Linked DNA regions of Rattus norvegicus: region 2 is linked to region 1. The links are chromatin contacts, called in public Hi-C maps. All regions are on one chromosome and are shown on one strand. Each heading gives the region's core, a stretch centred on a gene start, on an enhancer-like site or on the middle of the called end of the contact. The rest is flanking DNA. Distances are from core to core; before and after follow the strand shown.

Region 1 (5,326 bases), core at 1,107-3,606:
AAGGCACTCTCCCTGGACTAGAACTGAGCCTCTCTCTTGAATCACCACCCACCTTGTAAGGCTGTCCCCAAGTTTGGAAATGTGCCATCAGTGAGTTTGGCTTACCTGTTGCAGGAACCCAACTTCATGATATAGAGACAGTGATAATAATCAGTGAGTGTCGGGGAAGATTTGAGGAACATGTGTGTGCTTATTCAGCCAATCCGCAACAACTCTGACACCATACAGTAAAACATGCACACATGCCTGATGCACACATATGCACACACACTCGAGTGTGCACACTCACACATGCACACATGCATGAGCACACATGCTCACACACACACATACATACACACTCACACACATGTACACACGCACATACACTCACACACGTGGGCGAGCACACACACACATGCACACATACACCCCCAAGTGCCACCAAAACAACTCTGCTTCGAAGCAGCATTGGTTGTTTTTCATGCTGAATCTTTCCCACCTCATTTCCTTGCAGTACTGCCTGGCCTTGGACCCCGCAGAGAAGTATGACACTTTCTTGGAAATGCTGTCACAGCTAACATTTACAAAGCCTTCAGAGGCTCCTGTCTTATCCTCCTCTGACACTCAAGTCAACCAGCACATTATTCGGGAACCCGCTGGATACCAGGATACCAGCCTAGCAGCAGCACAAAATAACCATCATGCTCACTGGGAGTTAAACAATTTTAAAATAAATTCAGCGTTACCACAGTTTTCCAAGCAAGCAGGGGAGGCTAATGCCTCACCATTCCTGGGGGGGGGGGGGGGGGCTTGAAAAAGGAAGAATACTTGAGCCCAGGAGTTCAAGGCCAATCTGGACAATATAGCCATAGTTGGTGTCCTTACAAAATAAACATAAAACAAGCAAACATTGGTACCAAAGATGGAGATATCTATTCCTGACATTAATGTAATGCCTACATGATGGGATCAAGCAATAGTTAGAACTTTAAAAACATAAATATTGGTCTGGGTAAGAAGTGGTGAGGTTCTTTTTTTTTTCTTCCGAAGCCACCAACACATATAGGGTCAAAGGTCAATCTAATTCAACAGTATCTGCAATAGTTTTGTGTCTGATTTAAAATCAAATCCTGACTTGTGACTAAACCAGAAAGTTCTCTGCAAATCCTTGTCAGATTACTGCTGACCAAGGATTGACCTAGGCAAGAGTATTTAGAGTCAAAATCTTCTATGCCTTGCTTCATGTAAAGCTTCCGAGCATATTGGGATAAGGAGGTAAGTCCTTTACTGGGATGTAACTGCTTGGAAAGTGGGCTCCAGGGCAGAGCTGGTGATAGGCAGGCATGTGTTGAATCCTGGGCTAGCTTAGGATTTTGAAGGCCAGCAGTGGAGCTCATTCCCAACAGGAGGGATGGGGGAGGAGTCAAGATCCCACCCAGGCGATACTGCTCAAGATTCTTGTTCACACACCAAAGGTGTGAGAACAAGTGGCCCACCCAGGAGATGGAGAATCACCCGATTGAGTACACAGATGGCCAGAGAGGAAGCTAGACCAAAGCTGGGTAAAGACCACCGGGTCAGGTGGGAAACGTGGGGTGAGCTGAGGTTTGTGGGTGAAGTGGACTGTCCTCCCACCCACCCACTCATCCCCCGGGGCCAATGCATATACACTGGTAGGCAGAGGTGTTGTGTTGCAGGGACGCAAAGGGTTAGCTCAGTCCTCTGGGAAGCTGCTCTCCTTGACCTGGCTTCCTGGGCTTGAGGCTGCCAGCTGGTCAGCCGGCAGGTCCTACTCTGTCCCTCTCTGTCTCTGTCACCCCACCCACCGGCACGCCATAGGGTTCCTGGCTACCCCAGGCTCCCCTGCAGCTTCGGCTCGCTGCAGGTAGCCGGGCCTCGCGGGCGCTGGGCTCACTCACCCGCGTGCAGGCCGCCCGCCTCGGGGCCGCTGTCCGTGGCTGCGGCGCTGGGCAGCGCGTCCGAGTCGGTGTAGGTGAGCCAGGTGGACTCGGTCTCCCGGGTCCAGCTCTCATAGTAGCGGGGCTCGATGGCATCGGCTCGGCTCCCGCCGCAGCCCATCCTCCCGTGTTGCGGGCGCGCCCAGCGGCCGTTCGGCTTGCGGCTGCGGCTGCGGCTCAGCCCGGGCGACGCAGCTCCGGCCCTCGAGGAGGAGGCGGCGGCAGCGACATTGGTCCCCTAACCGCCAGAGCCGCTGCCAGCGCCAGGCTCCCCGGGAACCTGCCGCCCCTCCTCTCTGCCTCCAAGGCCCTCCTCCTCTCCGCTCTCCTTCCCCAGCTCCCCTCTACCTCGCCTCTCCCACCGCCCAGCCGCCAGTCCCTCCTTAACTGTTCTCGCAGAGGCTGTGCTACAGAGTAGCAGACAGGTGGTGGGAAGAATTTCAGGGGTCCCTCTTCAGTCTTCAGGCGACCTCCTGGGGTCCCATCCACCCATCATCTGTCCACCCATGCATCGGCCCACTGATCTAGTCATCCATCTACCCATCCACCCTTCTACAAAGTCATCTTTCCGTTCTGGATAGATCAGAAGCCCCCCACCCCCAAGGTTTCTGGCCACTTGTTCTAAAAGCAATGGATGAACGGCACTAGCAAAGAGGAAGCAGAGTGGCCACCGAAAGTTAAGTTAGTGGCAGTACCTGCTTACGACTAGAAAGCAGGGCCCATGATTTCAGACTGCACTTAGACGCTTGCCACTAACACTCCTGCCAGGTCTGCAACTTCATCGTATTCCGAATTCTGTTACCAGCAGGACCACGCAGCAGCGAGGACTCCAGGGAATGACTACTGGATAGGAACAAAGCACCCTTCTGTGTTGACTACAGTTCAGGATAAAGAATGCAGGTCCCTGTGGCAGGCACTACCAGAGTTTATAAGACAGAAAGTAGACTTGGAGACTCCAGACAAGGCCTGGGCTGCCCTAGCAGGATTCTGAAACCTCTTCTCTGCCTGAGGCAGAAGATGTGCAGTTGCCTGGGATGGGTGACTCCTACAGCCTGTAGCAAAGTAGAGGGCTTCTGACAGGTTTTGTTCCCTCCCTTGAATAATTTGGTATAAAAAGAATTGGGTCTTCTTCATGAGGTCCTGTGCTCAGTCTCCCTTATCAAATTGATGGTGATGTTGAAAAAAGAAAAAAGAACCCTGTCTCAGAGGGAGAGCCCCTCTCGGGCTCTAACAGAGCCCGTGTTCTCTTCACTTCCCCAGCAATGACAACACCTGACAAGTGGCCAGAACAGAAGTGCTTTGAGTTGGAAGGTTCGAGAAAATCAAAAGAAGGCCCTGGAACTGAGGCAGAGCAGAGGGGAGAACTACGTGAGCGTGAGATGAGGTAGAGAAGGACAATGGGGAAAGACCAAAGGAAGGGAGGTCAGGTTGGGTTTATTGTAACTGTACAGGCCAGAGAGCAAGGGAAGGCTTTAAGCTCCATCTCTTACCAGCGTTATCAGTCAGATCAGCTCGAGGAAACCGTCCCTCAAAAGGCAGGTGGAGAATGAATGACAGAGAGGCCAGCGTAGTTCGGCAAGCATTTGGAGATGAGAGGATGGCCAGTTTCGGAGGAGGAGAGGACTGGAGGTGTCCAGCGGGTGCAAAGCTCCAGGGATGACAGATGAGTGGAGAGGCAGCTGTTCTTTTCGCTTTTACTTTCCTTTTGTTTAGCTGGCCGCAGTCAAAGTCCGAAAAGATCATAGGCACTAAACAATTCAGAGTACAACCGTTTACCATTCTAAGTAGCACGAGGAAATCTTTCACCGTTACAATGCCTGAATACGAATCTCCCTTGACCCAGCGTGTCCACGCTTTGTAAACACCTGCCCTGCCATCATTTGGACCTGGAACATCCCTCCAGTGACCGTAAGTGCAGAAATCAGTTGTGTGAGTATCCGTAAAGAACTTAGAATGAATGCCCAGTGTGTGGAAAGCACTCTGTGCCACTCTCGGTGCCCTCATGGGACAAGACACACAACAATTTCCTTTTCCCTTCCCTTCTGATAGTATTACTGCTGAGCTTCCTGCAAAGAAAAGGAAATTTTATTTCCTATGCCATTCCTACATAATTACCCAATGGGCAAAGTTCTGTATTTCCAAGGATTCTCTTCTTGTTGATATTTAATACCAAAGATTCAGAGAGTGTTTGTCCCATGAAACTTAGAGAACAGACAAGCTGTCCTTGTGTTCACCAAATAGCTGAGAAAGACTTGTGGAGTCAGGCACTACACTGCATTCCTATAAGCTTCGGGAGGCTAAAGGAAGAAGATGGAGGGCCACAGGCTAGCCCGGACTACATAGCGAGCACTTGTCTCAAATAAGACAAATAAGGAAGCCCAAGGCTTGGCTGCTAAAATCCTTGGTTAGCATGCATAATGCTAACGCCACGTGAAGCCAGGTGGGGTGGCGCATGCGTGCAATCAAAGTACTTGGGAGATGAAGACTGGATGATATCGGTTCAAGGTCACCCACAGGTACCAGGGGAGTTCAAGGTCAGCATCCTGGGCCATGTGAGACCCTGTTGAAAGGGAGAAAGAAAGAGAGAGAGAAAGGAAGGAAGGAAAGAAGGAAGGAAGGAAAGAAGGAAGGAAGAAGGAAGGAAAGAAGAGAGAGACAGAGACAGACAGAGAGGGGAGGGAAGAGGAGGAGACTAGGTACTTTGTGAAACACTATCCCTGCAGAGCTGACTTCTCAGCCAGACCTCTCTCTAGTTGTGACTAAATTTTCTCTCAAACCTTTAGTAATACATTTTAATAAATTAAGGGTAACCATGTAAAATCTAGTAAATGTCACAAATTATCATAAAGTATGTGTTCAGAATCTTTTCTTTCTTTTTCCTATTTATTTATTTATTAATTAATTTTTAGTTTTTCGAAAGAGAGTTTCTCTGACTGTCTTGGAATTAGGTCTGTAGACCAGACTTGCCTCAAACTCACAGAGATCTGCCTGCTTCTGCCTCTTGAGTGCTGGGATTAAAGGTGTTGGGCTACCATGCTGGTCCCTGTTCAGAATCTTTAACCTGACTATCATGAATTAGCCATCATTTTCCACAAAATTGAAGGAAAGAAGGAGGGAGGGAGGGAGGGAGGGAGGGAGGGAGGGGGAGAGAGGGAGGGAGGGAAGGGAAGAACCATGGAAGGGGAGAAGGAGGGGGAGGGTGGAGGGAGAAGGCTTCTGTAGCTAGACTAGCTCTATTGGTATTTGCTTAGCATGAAGCACTGGGTTCAATCCCCAGCCCTGGGCCAGGTGGTTCATTCCTGTAAGCTTAGCCCTCAAGAGGTGGAGGCAGGTGCACAGTGTTCAAGACCCGCTCTCTGCATTCTCAGCTACATGGCAAAATGGAG
Region 2 (6,201 bases), core at 3,248-5,747, 47 kb before region 1:
TGCAGTTGGGATGTAATATATGAGAGAAGAATAAATTTTGAAAAAATTAAAAATAGGTGTTCCGTGAAGGAAACTGGATGACAGTGACAGAAAGTGAAAGTTACCTACAGCCTACCAGGAGGACTTAGTAGATGTTCTGCCCGTCTCTGTCTATTTTCAGTGAAGAGCACACTGTGCTCTTCGCCATCAACATTTCTGCTCATTCCCTCCATCCTCATTCCTTCCTCGGATTACATAACTCGTTTCTTCTACTATTCCACCCTCAACCGTCCAGTGGTTTTCAGAGCATTACTTGGCACCTGTGTGCCAGGTACTATGTAGGAGCCATTTACATCCCAGCTATGCTTTGCTAGTGCCGCAAACTCCCAGCTAACCCCTTTCCCATCCGCTTTCTTTCTGCTTCCCAGGTCTACCTGGTTCCTCTATACATACCAGAAAAGGTACAGGGAGGCCGGTAGCAAAGGTTGAATTTTGTTGGAAAAGTGGATAATCTGAAGGGGTGTTGACACAATTGTTGGAGTGCGCTGTGTGAAGGTTGTTTTTGTATTATTTTGTTGTTAATTCTGTACTTGCAGAGAATTGGCCGGACTTCGGTATTGTCAGCATCTGTATCATATTCTGTAAACACCTCCCTCACCTGCTGATTGGTTTAATAAAGAGCTGGTGGCCAATAGCTTGACAGGAAAGGGAAGACGGGACTTCCTGGTTAAGAGAGGGTCTCTATTCGCCAGTGGACATGGAGGAGGTGGGTTGTGGACAGGTAAAGGCCCACATGGCAGACAAGGAGTAGAGTAGTCGGGTAAATGAAGTTAGATAAGCTAGCTGGGAGCTATCATACACTAGGCCTAAGCTATAATAAATGCAATAAGTCTGTGTGGGTATTTGGCAGCTGGAGTGTCCAAGGAAGTCCGACAATACAAAATGGTCTCTAAGAAGAAGGGAAGAAGCACTTAAAAGGCAATGCATCCTGCGCCCATATGTCTTTTCCTCTTCTGTGAAGCTTATTTGGATCTCATTTTCTTAGGCTCCAGGGCCCCACCACCTTAGCTGAGGTCCCAAGGACCTGATTCTGCTGGGATGAGGGGGTGTAACTCACCTGTATCTCTTAATCTAGTTTTACTTCTGAACATGTACAGACATGGTGTCCTGCTCGTGGCCTGTCCTCTTACTACAAAGCCAATAGAACTAATCAGTAAAGGACTTAAACATTCCCTGCGGGTGACTCCCTTGGACTAATCTAAAGGTATCTGGAATCACCAAAGCCTCAAGGCTTACCCCTCAGAGTCTTTCATAGTTTTAAACTCTGCTATGTAGAATGCTGGTATCCCTCATAAATCCTGTGCTGAAAGCTAATTTCCTGTACAATAGTGATAAAGCTGTGACCTTTACAAGGAGATTATCATGTGGACCCTTCCCTCATGGATAAAACCTGTGCCATCTCACAAAAGTTTGAAGAAGTCACTTGTCCCCTTTGGACATGTAAGGAAGCATCAGCAGGAAATGGGGACTAAGTCTTCATCAGATAATGAATCTGCTGCTGCCTCTGTCTGGGGCTTCTCCCCTCTAGACCTGCAAGTAGAAACTTTCTATTTATAAACTACCTGCTGTGGGGTTGTTTTGTTTTAGCAGCCAAGACAGACAAAGGCGCTGTGTTTCCTTTTATCTCTTGGTTCAACTGTTTTAGGAATGGCTGGCCCTTTAAGAAAGTGATAGCTGACGTACTGGTTGCATTTTTATTCCTTGACATTTTCTGGACTTAGAACAACTGCATTCTAAAGTTGCTAATAAATCGTTCTCTGAGACAGACATTAGAAATCACATGGTTTTTCTTTATTGAATCTAAAAAAAATATATAGTTAGGTCAATGAAAATTAAGAAGCTTTGACCAGTTGAATTGTTTTAAGTTTTGAAAATTTAAACTCACCCAAAGGACTGCATCCTCTAGTGAGTGTATTAGACACCTGCCATGTGTCTCACACTGTGCCTCACTGGGCTGTGTGAACCGTCCACCTCAGCCCGGTACCTTCTGGAATTCAATTGGGAATTTATGGATCACCAACACTTACTAAATAATAAAGTATTGGAAAAACCCCCAGCGTATCCTTTCCTACCAATCAGATGCAAAGGTTAGGAAACCTGTCAATCCCATTGCTAAAGGGCTGTGTGTTAACAAGCTCTCTAGCGTGTACTCATGGTGGGAGGTAGGCTAGAATGCCTTTGTGGTGCCCATAGCACCATCTATTCAAGTTTAAGGAGCACTCCATTATGAATCAGCAACTTCTGCCCTCACCTCTACTTCAGAAACCTCTCACAATACAGAGTCCTGCTGAGGACACTCTTCATGCTACCACAGTAAACGCAGCCAATATTGCCGTCATTGGAAAATCACTGGATGAATTGTACTGCAGTTCTGTGGGATTATATACAACATCTTTCTTTTGTTTTGTGTATTGAGACAGGGTTTCTCTGTGTAGCCCTGGCTGTTCTGGAGCTCACTCTGTAGACCAAGCTGGCATTGAACTCACAGAGATCTGCCTGCCTCTGCCTCCTGAGTGTTGGGATTAAAGGTGTGCACGACCACTGACCAGCTTCTATACAACAATGTGAAAGTATGAAGTAGATGGATAGACATCACATAGTGAGGAATGGGAGAGCAGGCAGAGTGTGAGTACAAGTGATTGGCAGCTTTTATTTTGGAAGAGTCTGCTGGACACTGCGCCGTCATTGGTTAATTCTTCTGGTCCACGGAAAATTGACCAGGAGGATATCCAACGAGGTGATGGTTCTTTCTTTCTGGATAGCAAATGGGAGGGGGGTCATTATAACATTTCTACATATTAAGAAGACCAACAGTGTCGACTAACCTGGATTCTGGATTCCTGGGAGCTCCCAGAGACTAAACCACCAACCAAAGATCACACATGGGCTGCAGCAAGGTCCTGGGCACATATGTAGCATAGAACTGGCTTGTCTGGCCTCAGTGTGAGAGGATACATCTAATCCTGCAGAGACCTGATGTCCCAAGGAGGGAGGATGCCATGGGGTGGGGGTCATGCTCTCAGAGGCAAAGAGGAAGGGACATGGGGGGAAGAACTCTGTGAGCGGAGGGTGGCAATATTTGGGATGTAAATAAATGAAATAATTAATAAAGACATTTCTACATCTTTTCAGTTATGAAATAAAAAATGATTTTTAAAAACTCCTTTCCCAGGGTTAGGCAATAATGAGATGTACTATGTCATCTATATAAATGGGTTTTGTTTGTTACCTTGAAGGTAACGACCTCAGGGTGGGAGAGGTGGCTTGGTGATTAATGGCACTCATTGCTTGTGCTGAGGCTAGGGTTCTGTTCCCAGCAGCCACGTGATACCATGTCACTCACAGACACCCATAAGTCCAGTTCTGGGGATCTGATGCCCTCCAGTGTGTGTTCCTGCAAACATTCAGTGCACAGACATACATGTATACATACAAAAATAAACATAGCCACAGTTCCAATGTCTTAGTCTTCTGGGTCATTATAGATCTTTTGGATCCAATTAGCTTTCTTTCAGAATCGAGAAAATCGCACTGCAGGCTACCCAGTGAGGATGGTTTAATAAGCTACCTTGGTTTGTTTCCTCCTCCTAGACCTAGGAAATCAGCCTCCTGCTACGATGGCAGATTAAATGTAATTCCAGGAAGCCTCTGCCAGGCTTACTGTCATACCCCACAGCTCTCGGCCACAAGTGCATGCAGGTGACCCTGGTAAACCTCTACTCCAGGCAGGACAATGACTTCCTGCTCTGAGGTAGGAAATGATTCCAAGGCAGCTCAGCAAGCTGGGAAGAGAAACTAAGAAGAGAAGGAACAATGGCTCTGAACCCATACTCTCCTAGGCAGTCAGAACAATGAATGAGAGCTGTCAGTCACCCAGCCCAGCCCTTCTGAAGCTTCTCAGTACTTCTGGGTATAGATCCCACACCCTGCATACCTGCAAAGTTCTTTATGAGTTCTTGTACCTTTTCTGCCCTGGTGGGTTTAGTCCCTGTTTCCCTGTCTTCTCCACTCTAGGCTCATGGGACCTCTGAAGCCACCCACAGCCCTTACAATACAGACTCTTCTACTCAGATGCCCTCCCCACAGCCTTCTGCCTTCTCCATCTCTGCTTAAGTCTGGCTTCTTCAAGGTTTTCCTGTGCAGGGCTGGCTCCCCACTTCCTTCCACAGCATTACCCTTCCTCTTTGGATAGTTATAACTGTTGGATGATTCATCTCATGGCTGCCTGGCATGCTATCCAGAAACAACCAAAGACAATACCTGTCTTGTGTATGTATGCCTGGTGTATGAGGCATATATACTCAGGAAATGTTTGAAGGAGTCCTGGCCCGTGATCAGGCTGCCAGCGTGGGAACCTTACTGTGGAAAGTAGAAGCTGTTAGGTACACGGATTTTTTTTTCTTCTTGATTTACCAAACAGCCACAATTGCAAAGAACTGGGGTACAAACATGAACCATGCGGGCTGCTCTGAATCTCCAGCTGGTCTCAGAGAGTTACTGGGAAACCTCTCATAGACGGTGGACCAGGACAAGGTGAAAGCCTGCCAGCACCATCCAGCGGCTGGCCCTTGCTCCTCTGCGGCCTCCTGTGGCTCCCGGGGGTTCCCACGAAGGCTGGCATTTGAGTGTAGACTAGGTACAGTAAGGTCAGGCTTTTCCAGATCCTCCCCGAAGCCCCAGCTTGTGCTGGGTGTCCACTGATGGACTGTGCCATAGGACATGCTCTCATGACTGTCAGAGCTTTGTAGTGACGACAGTTCTCCAAAGCCCTCACTGCAGTTCAGCAAAGATACCCTGAGTCTTACTTGAAGGACACAGCTCACAGAAAGTTCTAGAAAATACAGAATTGTTATACATGAAGGCTTCTTTTTCTTTAAAGGAAGAGAATGACTGATCCCTTTTTACCAGGAAGGCTGGAGTGGATTCTGTGGAGTCTGTCTGACAACCTAAAGATTTTTTTTTGGCTATTCTACAGCCAGCCTTCCTGAATCCCCCCAAATTCTGAGCGTTATTTAGACCATAATCCTGAACCTGGTCTCTCAGAGACTGGAACACATTCTTATGAAGGACGTCCCATGTACTTTGCATAGTTGATATGTGAAAACATTCTTCCAAAGTTTTACTGTGCTTAAATATGTAGGATAAATAAACTCCTTGGTCAGACCCTGGAAGGTTTTGACCTGGCACCCGCTGAAGCAGCGCTGACCTGCGTTTCATCCTACACGTCACTCTCTTCCTGGCCATTTCCCTGTTGCCCGTGAGACTTGCTGGGATCCTGACACCTACTGACAGAAAGGCTTGGGAATGGAGCAGGTGAGAGTCACCTGAGCCATCCCTTCTACTCACCACAGCCTGAGTCTGTGATGGAAAGGGGTGTTGGGTAGAGATGCTCTCAGGTGAGACACAGAGAGCCTGACCTTCAAGCATCTGGTCCAGTTGAAAGGCTAGAAGAGCCAACATTGTGTAACAAAAGAGAAGCTAGAGAGAGGCGGATTCATAACAGCACCGTCTCACTCCTGAAACTGACATTTTGGTTCCTAGCGCTAATATTAATGTGAAAGATGCCCTTCCCTGGTCTTGGCTTGTGTTGTTATAACAAAAGGCATGAGAGGGGGAACTTTATAAAGAACGGAAATTCTCCCAGTTCTGGAGACCACACCTCCTAAACACTCTTTCTTTTTTGACAATGACTGAAATGGCTTGCACGGGTGTTTTGGATTGTCCAAAAGTCGGGTTGAAACTTCATCCCTGCTGTGGTGTTAAGATATGGGGGCCCCGGGAGCGTGATGATCAGGGTTCTACCCCACAGAAGGCCGTATCCCTCTCCGGCCCTGTGAGGATATGGTGTTCAGCCTCATTGATCCTTCTACCCTGTGAGGTCATCGAGAGGGCCTCATCCCTCCAGAGCAGGCCTCCAGTATACAACCAATGGCTTGATCCTAGATTTGGCCTCTAGAACTGTGAATCTGCCTCTTTCTCTTGCTGTGCCCCTCTCAGAGCGAGCTTTGGTGTTCAAGGGAGAGGAACACGATCCTATTAAGTCATTCTTCTGTGTCAGAGGTCAAACCAAAGGTATTTACATGCATGGGCATAAGCTCTTTGTCCCCTCCAGCCTTTAAAGGGACAGCATTTTTGTTTGCTAGAATGAACACATACTTGCTT

The links. A called contact is a pair of places that touch in the nucleus more often than the background predicts.
Region 2: a contact with region 1 is called in a Hi-C map of frontal cortex, with 2.3 times the contacts expected there. The contact joins the enhancer-like site here to the promoter of Baalc in region 1. A contact is called at or near these places in 2 of 12 Hi-C or Micro-C datasets (Schwann cells and frontal cortex).

What each region holds. Positions count from the first base shown.
Region 1 is chr7:71,800,931-71,806,256 of GRCr8, reverse strand. Baalc (BAALC binder of MAP3K1 and KLF4) reads right to left here and starts at 2,356. Exons shown (of 3, transcript NM_144762.3): 1 at 1,902-2,356. The coding sequence starts at 2,061.
Region 2 is chr7:71,848,942-71,855,142 of GRCr8, reverse strand. All of the region lies in intron 1 of Baalc (BAALC binder of MAP3K1 and KLF4), which reads right to left. Among named protein-coding and RNA genes, the nearest start is that of Baalc, 48 kb to the right of the region's middle. Within about 2 kb of position 4,497, at least 4 of the 93 cell types and tissues checked have an H3K27ac peak or open chromatin away from gene starts, as enhancers often do.